5 separate regions of the Mus musculus genome follow, and all the other regions are linked to region 5. Evidence: chromatin contacts called from public ChIA-PET, HiChIP or PLAC-seq and promoter capture Hi-C data. All regions are on one chromosome and are shown on one strand. The core of a region is the stretch at or near the end of the contact, and the rest is flanking DNA. Distances in the headings are between cores, read along the strand shown. Region 1 holds the start of Tgfbr2 (transforming growth factor, beta receptor II). Region 2 holds the start of Cmtm7 (CKLF-like MARVEL transmembrane domain containing 7). Region 3 has its middle 25 kb from the start of Gm4668. Region 4 has its middle 27 kb from the start of Gm31559. Region 5 has its middle 47 kb from the start of Gm39448.

Region 1 (3,351 bases), core at 810-3,309, 560 kb after region 5:
CTCGAGCTAAAGCAAACGTTTTATGTACACAAAGGGAAGGATATTCTTTCTGATGGTCTTCAGCAAAACCCAGCAGGGTTTTTTTTTTCTTTTAATTTTTTTTTCTTGTGTGTGTCTATATGTGCTTGGGGTAGGGTTTGTGAGCACAGGAAGGGGCAGAGGAGGAGACCAGGGGTCCTCTGTCACTCTCCATGAGTCTCTATCACTCTCTTTGAGTCTCTCTCCGAACCTAGAGCTAACCTGGCATCGAGCAATTTCCAAAGGGTTTCCAGTCTTCTCTCACTAGTGCTGGGCTGGCAAAGAACCACACCCAACTTTGCATATGGGCCCTCGGGATTTGAACTCACGTCCTCAAGCTTGCACAGCAAACACTCTTAGCCACTGAGCTAAATCTCCCAAGCCAGCTTTAAGGGCCTGGGTTAACATGAGAGACAGTTGACCTTTCTGGAACTGCACTTCAATGGAAACCAACGACACGAACGCGGACTTTATGAAGCAACAGGACTAAAACCTGTTAGGATTTTTGCTGTTTCCCTTTGTGTGGCTCTTCCCTTCTGAAATGGTCCACTGCTGTTTGCAACACGATCCAAAACTCTTAAATCACCTCAACTACCGATGTCTGCAACGAGCTCTCTTGCACCCTACTTCCGCGCTCCCCAACACACACACACACACACACACACACACACACACACACACACACACGGCCACCGCAATCTCTGCATTTCACCCCAAATCGACCCTGGCCATCCTCTTAGTTACTAGGGAAGGTCATGGAAAGCCAGTGATGAAAAGAGTGTAAACTTTCACAAACTGAACCACTGCATTGTACAGTAGGGAAAACTGAGGCCCAGAGTCATGTGACTTGCCCAGATCGTGGCCCTAACTCTAACTTTAGAGTTAAAATGCCAGATTTTAAACTTTCCAAGCAAACCCTTAGGAAGGAGCCCTAGAGCCTGCTTTTCTCCCTTAACTAACCCCTGCGATGGGACCTGGAGGACAACCTGGGTTAGGTGTTTCCATTGAATAGTAGCTGCTGAGATCTTTCATTCCAGGCAGCATCCCTATAGTCCATCACTTAGTAGGCATGCACTAGATTTTTCTCAGCCATCAACCTGACCACCCTCACTGGGTCCTCATCCCGGCAGGCCAGGAATCAGCGAGGATAGAGATCAGTTCTCTTCTCTAACTTGTATCCAGTGAGTCACGGCCCAGAATCCCTCCCGAGATGGCAAAGCTGAGGACTGAGAGTCTGGCTCAGTCGCGGTGTCTAGGGCAGTAAGCGGCCCAGGTGTGCAGCAGCTGGGCGTCCAGTCCCCTGCCGATGCTCCTCCAAGTTCCAACTTCTTAAACTTCCCTTTCCGGGGCTCCAGGCCCCTCGCGGCCGACCTGGCCTTTCGTGCGCGCACAAAGGGGGTCAGGAGCGTCCCCAAGTCCCCTGCAAGTGGACTGTCCTGCTCTTTTGCGAGAGATCTTGCCCGGATCCCCGCGGGCCTGAACCGACTCGGGCCGCTACAAACTTCCCGTTTCCGCTCTCGCACCGGGTCCCGCGGCCGACTGTCAATCGCTGCCCTGGGGGCTGGAGGAGGAGCGGGGAGCCCCAGTGAACCCCCAGGGTCGCGCCCTGGCCACTCACTCACCCGACTTGGGAACGTGCGGCGGGATCGTGCTGGCGATGCGCGTCCACAGGACGATATGCAGCGGCCACAGGCCCCGGAGCAGCCCCCGACCCATGGCAGCCCCCGTCGCTCGTCATAGACCGGCCCCTGGTGCGCCACGAACCGAGCCTCGGGGACCCCGGGCTGCGCCTTTACTCCTCGCCCTCTCAGGATGCGGGCCAGATGTGGCCGGCGATCCCCGGAGCTCGGAGGCCCGGAGGAGGCCCCCGGCGGCCGAGGAGAGCTGAGCAGGAGGCTGGGGCTCCGTCCCCCAGGCGAGCGTGTGCGCGCGCGGGGGGTGTCGTCGGTCGGTGCGCGCGAGTGACTCACTCATCAACTTTACCCGGGCGCCGAGAGGGAAACAGGAAACTCCTCGCCAACAGCTGGGCAGGACCTCTCGCCGCCGGAGAGCCTTCCAGCTCCGGCCCTCTCCTCCAGCTTCCAGCCCTCGCCTTCCTCCGGCCGCCAATCAAGGCCGCTGGATTGGACCTTGCCTGGACTCTACAAACTTTTAGCTGCCCACTCCCAGCGCTCCCACGCAACCCCCACCCCGCCAAGTCTGGGCTCCAAGTTCAAACTCAGAAGTGACTAAGCGCACTTTTCGCAAAACAAGCTCGAAAGTGGTGTAAACCACTTTCCTTGATACACCTCCAGGCACCCCCACACCTTCTAGGCATTACTCCCAGGGGCTTCATAATTCCATTGAGACCCAGGAGAGAGCTCTGAAATGTAGCTTCAGAGTCCCGAACACGTTGCTTCCCCTAATAAAATAAAGGTAAGCACTTCTTCACTAGAGCTTAGTTTCAGTTTTATGTACATGCATGTGTGATCACGTTGTAAAGGACTGTTTTTTACTGTGGAACAAAATCCAGGAGTTTGTCTCAGAGTTTAATGTGCGTATTAATCACGTTGGGTTGTGAATTTAGCTAACCTGCAGGTTCTGGTTCAGTAGGTCTGAACCCAGAGTGTCTGCATGTCTAATGAGCACCTGGGTAGAGCCTCCCATTGGAAGGACCGTTTCCTGGGCGTGGTTTGCTGGGTGAAGCTCTGTGATCAAGGTAGGGCTGATATTTTCAGGGTGTTGCCTCTAAGAAACTAAAGAAATTAAAGTATGTTTGGGGCCAGACGATGATGGCACACGTGGGCGGGTCTCTGTGAGTTCAGGGCCAGCCTATTATACAGAGTGAGTTCCAGGGCAGCCAAAGCTATACTGTCTGGGAAAACAAACAAACAAACAAACAAAAACCCAAAAAACAACAAAAAAAAGTGTCTTTGGTGGTGGAGTCTGCTTTTCAATGATCGCTCTTCGATAAGATAATTCGAGTAAGGAGAGAAAATACTTGGCTGGAGGTAGAAAGGCTATCAGTAGGAAGACCCATCAAAATTTCCATTCTTTCTGGGGTGACCATGTTTTCCAGAGACAATCTCTACAGTGTGTGTGTGTGCGTGCGCGCGTGCGCCTGTCTGTGTGCAGCACGGCCTGTTTTTTTGTTTTTGTTTTTTTGTTTTTTTGGTTTTTGAGACAGGGTTTCTCTGTATAGACCTGGCTGTCCTGGAACTCACTCTGTAGACTAGGCTGGCCTCGAACTCAGAAATCTGCCTGCCTGCCTCTGCCTTCCAAGTGCTGGGATTAAAGGCGTGTGCCACCACTGCCTAGCTGCCTGATTTGTTTTTAAGGGTTCATTTTACTGTA
Region 2 (3,692 bases), core at 895-3,394, 830 kb before region 5:
GTGCTGGGAATTGAACTCGGGACCTCTGGAATGGCAGTACAGAGTCTTAACCACTGAGCCATCTTCCCAACCCCAGCCTTTCTGGTTCTTAAGGTAATATGTTGAAAATTCTCTTGGTCAGAACAAGCTAAAAACACTTCACAGAACCAGAGGTCTGTATGTCACTGAGCCACGGGCAAATTGGGATTGTGACCCCCCCGAAGGGCGCTCACAGCGCATCTGCTTCTGTTTACCCTCAACAGATAAGCAGAGGATTCTGACAGTGGAGATCCCAGTCAGAGTTGCGGGGCAGAGCAGGAGCCAGCCAGGGCCAAGCAGGCAGCCTCACTCCCAGGACTTGGTCATCTTTCTACGGGGTTTTAACTGGAGCATGCAGAGAGGCGGCGGGCCCATGACGTCATGGTTAAAATCCACACTCACTGATTTTGGACAAGCTCTGTATCACTGTCATCCAAAGCACACAGTAAGTATCCCTGCTCCTCAGTCTCACGGACCAGCATTCTCATCGCCATTAATTTTGTGCACCCAAGTCACGGCCCAGCAAGGGCATTCCCTTCCCATCGGCTTCCCTTATGGATCAAGGCAGAGGCCTGATCCAAATCTCTGCCGCGGCCCTCGTCTTCGCATGGGCGTAAGACTGTAAAGTCTCTTTGACTCCAACCATCCTTTAATGATCAAAGAGGTGGCCTCTCGGGCTTTTATTTGGCTGATCAAAGCCCTTAGCCTGGGTCCCACACACCATCCACTCAAATCCAAGACTGCTTAGCACCAGACCTTTTTAGTTCCGTATTAAAACTGCCTGTGTCCCAATCTTGGTCCATTTAGGCACCCTTCTCAGGAGAGGCGGAACGTCTTCCTCCCACCTTTCTACACTCTAGGCATCCAAAATAACGGTTATGGAAGGCACAAAGCTCTGGCCCTGTACCAGCCCCGGGGGGGGGGGGTCGGGGAGGGGGGAGGCTGCTCCAGCTTCGCTGGCAGGTCCCAGCTTCCGGGTCTGTGACCTTGCACTGGGGTCCCTACATCTCTCCGCAGCTTTCTACAAACCACCACTCCCCTCTCCACCCATGATAAGTAGGGAATTCAAACGGCCCAGCCCAGTTTCAAAACACACCACACAAACAGAAAAGGTATTGTAGACGAGACATTTGCACAGAGGTTGAAAAACAAAAACGGGAGGGAAAAAAGAAGGGTGGGTAGAGAGCGAACAGGATCAGGCCTGGTAAACTTCTGGTCGGGCCAGAAGCTTTTGTGCAGCTCTGGTCACAGTAACAGCCGGCTGCTCGCCTTGCCCTGCCTGGCTCCAAGCGAGCACCAGAAGCCCCCTAGCCACAAGCCTGCCTAGTTAACCTAGTTAACTAGTTCTGCCTTCTGAGGCGCCTCGGAAGGCTGACAGGGCGCAGGGGACCTGGCGATGGTCTGAAAGGCGGCGCTTCTCCCGATCCCCAGCAGAGATTCGAAAGTCAAGCCGAGCCCTCTTGTCGCCGAGCTCTACCCTCTCGGGCGGGAGCCCGTGCGCGGCCTGGAGATGGCAGGGGATAGCAGGAGACTCTCCCTCCCCCAGCCCGGGTGCGAGACGTGCGGCCTGGAGAAGAGGAAGGAAGACGAGGAGGAACTCGCACCCCGGGTTTCGGTGGGGAAGTGAGCTGGGCCCGGTAGGGAGGCAGCTGGAGAAGTGAGGGGGCCAGGGATCCTGTCGGCTGTTCCCGGAACTTTCTAGGGGGACACTGGGGCATCAAAGGGGCGCGCGGTGCTCCCAAGGTCCGGGCCAGGTGCAGCCCCGTGTACGGGTCCCCAGGTTCCACTCCACTCTTCTTACCATCTGCGCCACTTTGAACAGGGCGCCGTGGGTGAGCGGGTACACCCGGTCCAGCAGTCCCTCCGAGGGCTGGCCTGGCCCCAGCGCGCCGCCGCTGCTGCACGTGGTCCGGACGAGCCCCGATCCATGAGACATCGCGCGACCCAGCCCGGGCTGGCCGCCTCCGAGGCCCGGGGACCTCTGGCCGGTGAAGCTGGGACGGGACGGGGCGGAGCCTCAGGGGCGGGGCGCACGGCTCCCTCTTCCCAGCTGCGGCCGGACCCGGAGAGGACTCGGGAGCAGATGCCCCGCAAGCCCCTGCCCTCTAGACACGCGGAAGTTGGACTGGCGTGGGCAGGAAACCGGACGCCTGGGGCCCTGGCCTCTCCCAGGAGCGCACCGCCCAGGTCACAGCTGGTGATGAGCCTCCAGGGATTTTTTGTGTGGGTGCGGCTGCTACTAGGTACTGACACGAGTAGGGGGAAATGCCCTGAGCATACCGTGCTGCGCTGTTCATTTCTGCTTCTGTGTGTGTGCACGGGGCACGCACCTGTGCCACCATCACCTACAGCAATAAAAACAGGTCCATCGCCTCAGGACCTTCCTCCCCCACCCTCCCACCATTCTGCTTTCTTTCTTATTATTTTTTTTTGTTGTTGTTATTTTTGCCTTTTTTTCTTTCTTTCTAAAAACATACTCTCTCTTGCCAGAGTTGGGTAGCACTTATTTTTAATTCCAGCACTAGGAAGGCAGAGGCAGGAGGATCTCTGTGAGTTCGAGGTCAACCTAGTCTACATAGTGAGCCCCAGGACAGCCAGGACTACACAGAGAGATCCTGCCTCAAAAACAAACAAAACAAACAAACAAGCCAGGCTCTCAGTGTGTACCACTGGCTAACCTGGAACTCCTGTATAAACCCAGCTAGCCTCAAACTCGCAGGTATTCTCCTTGCCTCTGCTTCCCGGGTGCTGGAATGATACCATACCCAACCGAGGTGACTCTAGGCACTGTCAAAGTCGACAGTTAAAGCTAATCAGGACACCACTCTCAGCATCGCAGTACATCTTTTTAAGTATGTATGTGTGTGTGTGTGTGTGTGTGTGTGTGTGTGTGTGTATACAGAGGCCAGTGGAGGATGTCTAGTGTCCTGCTCTGTCACTCTGTCTACCTTACTCTTCGGTGAAGAGAGATTCGTCTATCTCAGGACATAGAAAATGTCTGATAAAAGCAGCCTAAGAAAAGAGGAGAGATTCTTTTGTCTCATGATGGAATGTTTACTTTTCTTTTCCTGGTCTGTTATTGGACCTGGGGTGAATAGAAGTTTGTTTGTCTCAGTGTTAGAAGTCAAACAACACCAGGTTAGTCCTAATTTATGCTCCCTGCCCACACGCAGGGTTTCTCTGTATATTACTGGCTGTCCTGGAACTCACTCTGGAATCCAGGCTGGCCTCAAACTCAGAGATCTGTCTGCCTCTGCCTCCCCAGTACTGGGGTTAAAAGCGTGTGCCACTACTGCCTAAGACTTTTTTTTTTAAATAGATTCTTTGATTTTTTTTTTAACTTAGTGAATTTATTTTATGTGTATGGGTGTTCTGCCCACATCTAGCTCTGTGCGCCATGTGTGTGCCGGGTGCCTGCAGAAGCCAGAAGAAATTACAAAGCTGGAGTTACAGTTTTAAGTTGCCATGTGCAGGCTGGGAATTGAACTTGGGTTCTCTGGAAGAGCAGCTGGTGCTCTTAATCATTCAATGAGTCATCTCTCCAGTCCAAGGAAGACTTTTTTGTTTTGATAGTCAACAAGATTGAAGCCTCATCAAAAGTTAAAATGGCCAGAGATCAGACTATACATTTTGCTAATATGCTCAGCCAAAATGGTTACCCCTTATAACGCCAA
Region 3 (3,591 bases), core at 728-3,227, 600 kb after region 5:
CCGCTACTTGCTGGGTACTTTGCTTTATAGTGTTGTCTTGTTTGTTTGTTTGTTTTTAATCTTCCCCCCAACCCACCCCAGGGATGGATGATAAATTGATATCAAGTCACCAGGAAAAAAAATGCCCTATCCTTCAGCTAAAATTAGACAGCGCCTATTGTTCCGGTGTGTTATCCGTGTGCATTGAGCTCACCATGTAGGGGTGGAGACTGAGTGTGTGAGAATTACTGGGGGTTGAATGATTAAGCTCAGATGAGGTGGAAACAAACCCTTCTCCTGCAGGCCTGAGATGAGAAGCAGTGAGCTTCTCTAATCCTGTGGAAGGGAGGAGGCAGGGCAGGAGAGTCACCTGGGCTGTCTACCCAGGAGTGCACAGCACAGCGGCCCCAGGGAGAAAAACCCTGGCTCCAAGAGATGGGTGGAGAAGAGTAGCTTCAGAAATTGTTCTTTGAGCTCCACACATGTGCTGTGGTATGGGCACATCTCCACACATATGTCACATATACATGTGAGTGCACGCGCATGCGCACATGCACACAAGTTAAAAAATAAAAGATAATGGTGCTAGTGCATGTTGTGCATGCCTGAGTGCCTATGTGCATGGGAGTGTGTGTGTGTGTGTGTGTGTGTGTGTGTGTGTGTTCGTGCCTGTGTGCTGTTTCTATCCACAGCCCACTTTCCACTGCTCACAAATCTCTCCAAATGGAGGGGACAAGTGCCTGGCTATTGTTTACACATCCTATATGTTTCAGGAAGAAAGCCACCCTTCCCACACTCCCCAAGGTCCCCCAACTCTAGAGTCTGGCAAGTGGCACACAATAGGGAGCTCTTGTGGTGTTTAGCCCTTTCTCAAAAGCCTGTGCAGGAGACAGGATATCAGAATAAATGGGTCATTGTTCTGCTGCGTTAGGGGCCATTCTGCTGTTCCTGTCCCTGGACAAAGACACAAATGCAGGGAGGTGTTGGCAACTGCTTCAGAGAGCACATTCCAAAGCCTTCCTCCTCGAGCTCTCCGCAGAGCAGCTCTTCTGGCAGGCAGCAGCTGGGAAGAAGGGCCCAGAACATGCCTTGAGGAGACAGTTCTAGGTTCATTTCGTGCCTGCCGCTCACTAGATCTCACCTCTTCAGCATTTTTTTTAAATAACATTTTTTTGTTTATTCTTTGAAATTTTTCTAAATGCATACAAGTCACCTCAATCATATTCAACCCCATACTCTTATCTCCAAATCTCCCCTGCATTCCCTTCTGCCACGCCTCCCAACTTTATGATCTCTAGTTACAATTATTAATCAATCAATCAATCAATCAATTAATTAATCCACTGAGTCCAGTTAGTGTTGTCCATGTGTGAATGGATGGGGGTAGCATCCACTTGAACATGAGCAACCCACCAGTGGCCACACCTCAAAGCATAGTGACTCCCTTCCCTCACCCCTAGCCAGCAACTTCTCAGCAGGGAGTGGGGCCTCAGGAACCCTTACTCCCCGCTGGAAAATTTAACACTTTGACCTTGGCTTCTGTAGGGTCCAGTGTGCAATGGCCAGGTCATCCCCACAAGTGAGCATTTCCCAGCACCCCTCCCCACCCCCCTAACTCTTCTATTCCTCTTGGCCCCTGTTTTGAAACGTCCCTCCCAAGCCCCCAGTCTGTGTGGAAAGCCCAGAGGCCTTTCCTTGGGAGCTTGTTTTTCTGTAAGGTCTTTTTCCAGCTTCCTTAGAAAGGATAAAGGCCTGGAGAGACAGCTCTGACTGCTCTTGCAGAGGTTCTGGGTTAAATTCCCAGAGCCCAAACAGCAGCTCACAACTGTCTCTAATTCCCACTGCAGGGAATCGGTCACGATCTTCTGGCCGCATATATGTGGCATACAGACATGTATACAGAAAAAAAAAAACACTTTTACACATAGGACAGCAGAGCAGGGGTCTCCTTCCGGTGTCACTGACGAGATACATCCTGCTGGCAGCTGGAGATGCTGCCGTGTGACCTACTGTGGTTTGGGTCTTTGAAGCATTGGTCTCTTCTCCTTCCTAGCTAGCTCTCTCTTTCATGTCTTCTGTTGCTACCTGGGAAAGAATTGTGCTTCTGTAAGGGTTCTGAGAATCACTGGAAGAAGATCTCAGACTCAATAGTATGTAAAGACAAAGAGACTTTATTCTGCAGAAACAGCTAGCTTGAGGGAAGCCAACCATCCAAACGAAATGGTGACCTTGGAGCTCACAGGCCTTTTTAAAAGCCAATTAGGGTTTTCCAGTTGTGGTTGGGTCACCTTCATCAGTATTGGTTGAGCTTATGGTATAGGATATTGTATACTTCTGATTGGTTCATACCTCGAGGGAGAGAGGGTTACTTTACAGGGACTTTTTGATATTCGTTGTGAGGCCCTGGCCAGATGTTGGAGCAGTTGCTGATTGGCTGCCCTTTGTCTGTGTGGTGTCTGTTTTGTTTTGTTTTGTTTTGTTTCTGAGAAGCCTGGACTGTCCTTGTGGGAACTGAAGCCTCAGGCCTAACCTGATTGCCTGTTCTAAAATGCAGTGTATTAGGTCTTCTCACTTCTTTCTTTTCTTGGGTCACTTCAAAGAGTTTGTAAGCATGCGATTCGCTATGAAAGCATCAACTTTTACCGAATTACATTTCTTTGTTATAGCAAATGTGTTGGGTCTTCCCTTCATAGCTTTCTCTGTTGAGAAGTCCATACTGATGCCTTGGGAGTATGGACTAACCCTTTCTTCAATCAATCAATCTATCTATCTATCTTTCTATCTATCTATCTATCTATCATTTATCATCTATCTATTTATCTATCATCTACCATCTTTCTATTTATCATCTATCTATCTATCTATCTATCTATCTATCTATCTATCTATCTATCATCTATTTATCTGTCATCTATTTATTTATCAACTATCCATCTATCTATCTATCTATCTATCATCTATCTATTTATCATCAATCTATCATCTATCTATCTACCTATCTATCTGTCATCTACCATCTTTCTATTTATCATCTATCTATCTATCTATCTATCTATCTAATCTATCTTTCATCAGTCATCTGTCTATCATCTCTCTCTTCTAATGCTGGGCTTATGTCTATGTTAATCATTTTCTTGAGAAACTCCAAGAAGAGAGAATGAACTGAAACACTTCCCTCCACCTCTCACTTTCTCACCTGTCCAGGAGCAGGTGACCTCCCTCAGGTGTCTTCTTAAGTCACTCTCTCCACCTTTTAGAAACAGGGCCTCCCACTGGGCCTGGGACTTGCTGTTTCAGGAGGCATTTCCTTGATCGGCCTGATTGCACCGCCAGCCGTGTGATTACAGGCTTAACTCCACACCTGGATTTCATACAGCTGCTGGGGCTTGAACTCCGGCTCTGTAGTTTTCTCAATAAGCAGGTTACTAATAATCCATAGCCTCGACCACTTCATCGTAATTGCCACCGTTGTCCCTGGAGTACTAGAAATGACCTTCACATGTGTCCACTTGAATATTCTCCTAGGCTCTCATTTTCCTATGAATTTCATTTAAAAAAATTTGGGCTACTGAGATGCCTTGGGAGGGGGTGGGGTAAGGACAATTGTCAGCA
Region 4 (3,212 bases), core at 536-3,035, 750 kb after region 5:
AAAAAACCCACCAAGGTTGGCTTCCTAGCATCCACGTGGTCTCTCATAGTCACCCGTAACTTTAGCTTCAGGAGATCCCACACCCTCTGCTAAGGACACCAGGTGTGTACAGTGTACACACATATAACTAGTCAAAATACCCATACACATTTTAAAAAACAATCTAAGAGAATATGGTGCCAAGAATTACAGATTTCCCTATGTGCATGCTGCAGAGCTGTGTGTGTGCATGCATCTGTGTATGTATGTATGTATGTATGTATGTATGTATGTGTGTGTGTGAGCATGTGTGCTTGTGTGTACATGCGTGTATGTGCTGCAGAGCTGTGTGTGTGTGTGCACGTGCACATGTGTATGTGTGAGCATGTGTGCATGTGTATACACGCATGTGTGTGCTGCAGAGCTTTATGAAGATCAGAAGACAACTTGCAGAAGGCTGTTCTCTTACCACGTGAGTCCCAGAAGTGGTGCGCCAGTTGACAGGCTTGGTGGTGTTCGGGTTCCCTCAAACCTTGACCTTTTACACTTTGAAAATCTTCTTTCCCATGAAATCCCAGGATCCTCCACAGAAAGCTCACTCCTCCCCTTCCCATCAGCCTTCCCATGTCTGCCAGTGCCTGCAAATCTCAGTGCTAGTCAATAGCTATGATTCACAGTGCTGCCAAGCACAAGGGCATTTATCAGTCTGCAGAGTTAATCAGTGCTATTCGATCCTTCGCTTAGGGAGCAAAGTTAGAGTTAGAAAACCTAGAGGGAACCAGGAGGTCTCAGGAGCAGCTGGATCTAGAAACAAACGGAGGTGAGCACAGGAGTTCAGGCTCCTGGTGCTCTGCGCTTTCTCGGGAGCTGCCTTATTTCAGAGAGCATCTTCCTGACATGCAGGCACAGATGGGCTCCTGGCTCAGAGAGCGCGAGGCTGCAGGGGGTAGGCAGTGAGAGCTGCGGAATATTAATTGGATAAGGACACGTAGAATCAATACTGATATAAGAAAGTAAATAGAACTTTGATTTATGCAATTATTATTTTTTCAGAATCTATTTGCAGCCTAATTGCCTGTGACACTAAGGCTGGAATACAAAGTACCAGCCCCACATCTGTGACCTTTGCATTGAGTGCTGTTGTCGTCACTGTTGTCTTCCTCTCCTCCTTCTCCTTCTTCTTCTCTCTCTCCCCGCTTCTCCCTATCCCTTGTATGTGTAATAAACTTTCTCATTCTGTGTAAAAATTCTCCCAACACCATGTGTGCCCTGTAACCCAGCTCAGACGGTCAGGTTTGGCAGCAAGTGGTTTACCCTTTGAGCTATCTCCCTACTTTTGATGACTCTAGTTTGAGCTGTACATCTGGCTCACCCCACTGGGAATCAGCATGTAAGAGGGGCAGCCATCAGAGTCCCTTGTCTTTGTGTGTCCTGACTTGATCAGCTCATTGGCTGACTACATGTAAAATGGAGTCAAGTGTTTATGCTCTGTGTTATTGGGGACATGGTACAATGTACTTGTATTCCTGATAAAGTGCCAAACTACAGCTGAGTTGAAATGACTACTCCTTCTTCCTCCCTCTCTCCCCCTTCTTTCTTCTTTCCGTCCCTTGTTCATAACCTCTCTTTCCCTTCCTTCCTCTGGGTGACTTTTCTTTGATTCTATGTCCCTCAGACATCCTCACTGGCTCCGCATCCTTCCCAGTTCCCATTTTTGAACTATGCCCGCTTTGAGTGTCTGCAGAGTGGCTTCTGCAGTCGCTGTTCTAGGGGCTGTCCGGAGCTTTCCTTCGTGCAAACCACAGCAGCTGCAGTTGGTGACGCAGACACACAGGAAGCCACGCTGCCACTTCCTCTGCTCCCTTTCCTCTTTGTCTCCATTCTCTGACGATTCTTGCAACTTTTTTACAGGAAATGCAACCAGGAAAACAGACTGAATATAAAAAAGTATTTCCAGCAAAAGGTCTCACCTCCAAAAACCATAAAGTTTGAGGCGGCCTTAGAGACCATGTTAGCAAGCCAATTAGTTTGAAACTGAAGGAGAAAGAATGTGAAAGAAGAAAAATAATCTCAGTTGGTATTTCCTCTGTATCTTCCTTCAATTCATTGTTACCTTTTTTTTTTTTTTTTTCTTTTTAGCTTTTTGAGACAGGGTTTCTCTGTATAGCCCTAGCTGTCCTGGAACTCACTTTGTAGACCAGGCTGGCCTCCAACTCAGAAATCTGCCTGCCTCTGCCTCCCAAGTGCTGGGTTTAAGGGCGTGCACCACCACCGCCCGGCCATTGTTACCTTTTGATGTAAATACTGTTACTCAGTATGGGAGGTTCGGAGACCGAGGGCCAGCGATGTCATCATCCTGTGCCATGTGCCAGTGCTCACTCAGAAGCCATGCTCGACCTACTGCTACAGTGAGGTTTCTTTCCTTGTAATAAGAGAGCTGGGTAGAGGCAACCCAGCACTCCCACTAGAGAAGGCTTCTGAGGAAGAGCTTTAGGAATTGGAATGAAATCTGAGATTGCATGGAGGAGTTAACTCCCAGGTAATAGGCTGGATTCTCCTTTACGCAGGCTTTCCTCTTTAATGGTCTGATTTGGTGAAATGAACTCCACATATGATTAAGGAACACTACTTTGTCTACCTTCCTCTTCAAAATACAAAACAGAGACGAAACCTTTTGCAAGGGGCCCAGTGAGATGCTGGCAACCAGGACAATGCAAGATGCCTTCTAATGGAAAAATGGGAAAGCCCTTCTGCATTCTGAGGTGTGTGTTACTTCTCATGGTTATGTCTCTGTTTCTCTTTCTTCCTTTCTTCCTTTCTTCCTTTCTTCCTTTCTTCCTTTCTTCCTTCCTTTCTTTCTTTCTTTCTTTCTTTCTTTCTTTCTTTCTTTCTTTCTTTCTTTCTTTCTTTCTTCCTTCCTTCCTTCCTTCCTTCCTTCCTTCCTTCCTTCCTTCCTTCCTTCCTTTCTTTCTTTCTTTCTTTCTTTCTTTCTTTCTTTCTTTCTTTCTTTCTTTCTTTCTTTCTCTTTCTTATTTCCTTATGAGGGAAGCGTGTCACATGTTCCAGGCCAGGGAGCAGGAAGCTGCCCACCTTCTCAGGTGTGTACCCTGAGTTTCTGGGGACTTGGACCTGCTCTACCTACCAAGCTTCCTGGCATGGTCCACCATCCCACACTCTCTCCTCTCCTCCTCCTCCATTCCCTCCTCCCTGTCCTCTCTCTCCTCCTTCCTTCT
Region 5 (3,620 bases), core at 8-2,507:
GCTGGGGATGGAACAAAGGTTGTAGGTTGATGTTGGGATGCTTTGACTTAATCGGGGATCTGTGTGCCTATACACTAAAGGTCCTTGTCCCCAATTGGTTTTTGATCAGTCAATAAAGAGTCAGTAGCCAATGGCTGGGCAGAAAGGCTAGGAGAGAGGAGGGAGCAGAGGGAGATTTTCCATGTTCAAGAGGGAGACAGAAGGGATGTTGGAGCTTCAGGAGAGAAAGCCAACCAACCGTGTCATATCTCAGATAAGTGGCCACTGGCCGCTTCCTTGATTAGGCCTGAGGTACAAGGCAAGAGGCTAACAAGTGTCCAACCATTGAGCTAGCAAGGCACATTAAAAATAAGCTAATATGTGTTGTCTTTTATCCGAGTATCCAAAGTTTCCCTGGGTGGGTGGCTGGAAGTGCAGCCTGCCCAGGAGCATAAAGCGGGGTAGATAAGACCACAAGCTACAAAAAAAAAAAAAAAAAAGACCACAAGCTACAATAGGTCGTCAGACTTGGAGGCAAGCACTTTTACCTGTTGAGCAATATCATCACCCAGGCAACAGTAAATCTTTACCAGCCCTCTCCCTATTTGCAACCAACCCCCACCCCCTGATTCTCGGCTTTCTGAGGCTCAGGATAACCTTATTTTGTTTTCCTGGTTACCTTCTAGTTCTAGAACATTATATTAATTTTGCATTTGTTATATATATATAAGATTTCTCTTAAATGGATTTAAATAAAAATGCAAGTCAATTAAAAGCAAAATGTTAAGTACATTCAAAGGTGATACTTTTTTTAAAACTGTGTCAATCATTGGAGTTATTCTAGGTTAGTATCAACCATTCTGCTTAGAAGCTAACCTCTAGCCCAACATTCCCTTAGGGACTCTGTGACAGACTGTCCTGGGAAGGAAGACATCATCTTGGTAGGAAGAGCCTCTTCCTCTTGTTCTCGCTCTCTCTGAACTGACAACTTTCATACAGAAACAAGACTGTGAGGAGCAGAATATGAGGGAGGCTGGGCTGTGAGACCAAATCCCACATTTACTGCCTTATTCATCCATGTCACGGCCAAACCCTGGCAAGTTACAAGAAGAGGAGAGGCAGAGGCACACCTATTCAGGAGGTGGTTGAAGGCAGAAGGTACACTGGCCCCTAGAAAGCTTCAAAGAGGCTCCGAGAGCCTTTTATGCTTGGGAGTCAGTGTTTACCTGGGCAGAATCTGGATGTGGTCAATCTCTAAGCAGCCAGTCCTTGAGGCTGTGTTTGGATGCTGTCTTGAGGGAGTAGCCCGTGTCAGTCTCTGCACCTTTTTATGCCAGCATGTGACATTCAAGGGGACAAAAAGTTTTCCATAGTGGCTTTGTTCTTTATGTTATTACATCCGCCATTGACTTCATTGGCTGGCATTTAAAAGAGGAAGCTCTTTAAACTAAGCTGTCACGCTTGTGGTTTTAGAGGTTGGCACAGCAGACAGGTGTGGAAGAAAACTCTGTATGAAGCAGGCAGATGCAATTCTTCTAACAATTTACCCACCTCTAGGAAAAATGTCCTCGTGGACCCAAAGCATCATGGGAGTTTGCCCAGCAAACTCATAGTCTCGCCATGTTTCTGGCCTGTGTGGTAAGCAGCATGGGGGATGTCATTGGAGAGAAGGAGCTTGTAGAACTTTCTGGGTCTACCTCATGTGTTCGCCTTTCTTAATTAGTCACAAGTGTCATCTCATTTCAGTCCTTACTCAAAACTTCTGGTCTAAGCCAGTTTAATGCAGCGCTGTTCTTAATCCTCATTGCCAACAGGGTGGGAGTTAGGATCACCATGGGACATCCTCCATCTTATCTATGAGGGGGTTTCTGGATTGGATTAGTTGAGGCATAAATGCCTACTCTTAACTGTGGGTGGCACTATGTCATACAGTGGCACCCTGAACTGAATTAAAAGGAAAAACTGAGCTGAGCACTGGTGTCCCCATCTCTGTGCTTCCGATTCAATACAATATGACACACTGCCTCACACTCCTGGCTCTATAGCTCACTCACCTCAGACCAGGGGCAGAATAAACCCTTCATTTCTTTAGTTGCCTTTGTCACGGCATCAAGGAAATCCATCTGACTGTTTCCTTACACATGTTTAGCCTAGACAATCCAAAATGGACCCAAGGGCAGGGCAGAAGCTCACAGTAGCACACATATGGGTAATAGTACTGATTCTCACAGTGGACACTTTCCTCAAACTGAAAGGCAGGCTTTGGTGATCTCCATATCTGCCCATCTGCATCTGCTCTAAACACAGATAGGCCACGCCCTTTTCTTTGTTTCTCTGTGTTGCAGGAAGCTGCATTCTCTAGCATCCCTGGTCAACAGCTTTCTGGTTGACTTCAGCCAGAAGTACCAGTGTGAAATTATGGTCAAGAGAGTAAGAACCTTCACTCCCCTTTCTTAATTAGCCAGTTACACCATATTCCCTCTCCCTCCAGGGCAGGTAGTGGCCACGTCCTGCCTCCTGCTTCTTCTCTATGTTCTTTGCTGTGTTCTGTTAACCTCCTATACTCTAACGACTCTGAGGTAACCAATCTTGATAACGAGCTCCCCACCCCCACGCCCTTACAGTGGCCTAGATAGCTGCAGGTTTCCTGGTCAGGCCTGTCTGATATGCCGTGACAGAGGTTAGTAGGTCTCCCCTATAAAAGGGCCATAGGAAAAGTGTTTATATCTAAACACTTAGGCTTCCTTGGCCAGCGGCCAAAATAGAAGAATTTATTGGATGGTATTTAATGAACAAAGACAAAAAGAAATAAATGTCCACAAGTTATTTTAGCCCATGGGCCCTACTAAGATAGGTGTGAATCAGATTTAGTCGGCCAGGAAGACTATAGGACAGCACCGTCTGAGAGACCAGCATCCAAGCGGGAGTGGGTGGTGACTTGAAGGTGCAATACTACAAGACAAGATAGAGTGCTCGTCACTCTCCAGAAATATCAGCCTGGTCATGTGACCATCCTGACTGGAGTGGAGATAGCCTAAGGAGATACTTGTGCCCCTAGTTTTTGTTATCAGGCTGTCGAGGCAATGGACCTAAGGATTCAAGATTTCTGCAGAAGTCTCATATCAGAAGGAAATGTCCAAGATCTGGCGCCAGTTGGAGGACAACTTGTCTCCTAGTATGAGACTGCAAGCAGCTCTGATTTGTTAGAATACCTTGTGGGATAGACTGGGTATGGTGGGCAGGACCAGATCCGGACCAGGTCTGCTTTCTTGCCCTGTATTTAAACATAAATCTCATGTTAGGACCCCACCACCATCAAAGATGGATTCTGGGGTCACTGGACCTCTTTTGTTTCTCTTCTCACTGTGGTCACATCAAGTAGATCCACTTCCTCTGTTTCTTGTCTTCCATTGGTGTCTTGAGGGTGGGTGGCCAAGCCTAGCTCATTAGGGCTTCCAGGGTCCAGCCTCTGACCTGAGTCATTTTAGGAACAACTGTGGTGACACTGAAGTAATCATCCCAAAGCCCTAGGTTGCCCACAGTCAGAAACTGAGCTCTGTGGACACAGTGACCATTTTCTCTTCCTAAATGGGGACCTTGGTGTAATAGAGACAGGCCCAGAGAAAGGAGAGAGGAAGCCA

The links. Promoter capture Hi-C pulls out the DNA fragments that hold promoters and counts their contacts. ChIA-PET counts read pairs in DNA pulled down with a chosen protein or histone mark. HiChIP or PLAC-seq counts read pairs in DNA pulled down with a chosen protein or histone mark.
Region 1: a contact with region 5 is called in an RNA polymerase II ChIA-PET map of memory CD8 T cells, with 23 read pairs. The contact joins the promoter of Tgfbr2 here to the enhancer-like site in region 5. A contact is called at or near these places in 1 of 39 promoter capture datasets (the C10 cell line), 3 of 484 Hi-C or Micro-C datasets (LSK cells, Th1 cells and pro-B cells) and 3 of 115 datasets of contacts at active chromatin or transcription factors (effector CD8 T cells, memory CD8 T cells and thymic regulatory T cells).
Region 2: a contact with region 5 is called in a promoter capture Hi-C map of pre-B cells. The contact joins the promoter of Cmtm7 here to the enhancer-like site in region 5. A contact is called at or near these places in 4 of 39 promoter capture datasets (the C10 cell line, hippocampal neurons, liver and 1 more), 1 of 484 Hi-C or Micro-C datasets (group 2 innate lymphoid cells) and 2 of 115 datasets of contacts at active chromatin or transcription factors (memory CD8 T cells and thymic regulatory T cells).
Region 3: a contact with region 5 is called in an RNA polymerase II ChIA-PET map of memory CD8 T cells, with 6 read pairs. The contact joins two enhancer-like sites.
Region 4: a contact with region 5 is called in an H3K27ac HiChIP or PLAC-seq map of regulatory T cell precursor, with 5 times the contacts expected there. The contact joins two enhancer-like sites. A contact is called at or near these places in 2 of 484 Hi-C or Micro-C datasets (CD8 T cells and Th1 cells) and 4 of 115 datasets of contacts at active chromatin or transcription factors (astrocytes, memory CD8 T cells, regulatory T cell precursor and 1 more).

What each region holds. Positions count from the first base shown.
Region 1 is chr9:116,173,304-116,176,654 of GRCm38.p6, forward strand. Tgfbr2 (transforming growth factor, beta receptor II) reads right to left here and starts at 2,060. Exons shown (of 8, transcript NM_009371.3): 1 at 1,641-2,060. The coding sequence starts at 1,734. It overlaps Gm40582 (a long non-coding RNA gene), which reads left to right and starts at 2,341. Exons shown (of 3, transcript XR_871320.3): 1 at 2,341-2,433; 2 at 2,608-2,716.
Region 2 is chr9:114,779,849-114,783,540 of GRCm38.p6, forward strand. It overlaps Cmtm7 (CKLF-like MARVEL transmembrane domain containing 7), which reads right to left and starts at 2,145. Exons shown (of 5, transcript NM_133978.2): 1 at 1,820-2,145. The coding sequence starts at 1,954. Gm9888 (a long non-coding RNA gene) reads left to right here. Exons shown (of 3, transcript XR_003948087.1): 2 at 243-463; 3 at 1,450-1,824.
Region 3 is chr9:116,212,519-116,216,109 of GRCm38.p6, forward strand. No RefSeq gene overlaps it. Among named protein-coding and RNA genes, the nearest start is that of Gm4668, 25 kb to the left of the region's middle. Within about 2 kb of position 1,978, at least 59 of the 459 cell types and tissues checked have an H3K27ac peak or open chromatin away from gene starts, as enhancers often do. A contact at or near this core is called in memory CD8 T cells, where this site is marked.
Region 4 is chr9:116,364,591-116,367,802 of GRCm38.p6, forward strand. No RefSeq gene overlaps it. Among named protein-coding and RNA genes, the nearest start is that of Gm31559, 27 kb to the right of the region's middle. Within about 2 kb of position 1,786, at least 116 of the 459 cell types and tissues checked have an H3K27ac peak or open chromatin away from gene starts, as enhancers often do. A contact at or near this core is called in CD8 T cells, Th1 cells, memory CD8 T cells and 2 more, where this site is marked.
Region 5 is chr9:115,610,489-115,614,108 of GRCm38.p6, forward strand. No RefSeq gene overlaps it. Among named protein-coding and RNA genes, the nearest start is that of Gm39448, 47 kb to the right of the region's middle. Within about 2 kb of position 1,258, at least 75 of the 459 cell types and tissues checked have an H3K27ac peak or open chromatin away from gene starts, as enhancers often do. A contact at or near this core is called in CD8 T cells, LSK cells, Th1 cells and 6 more, where this site is marked.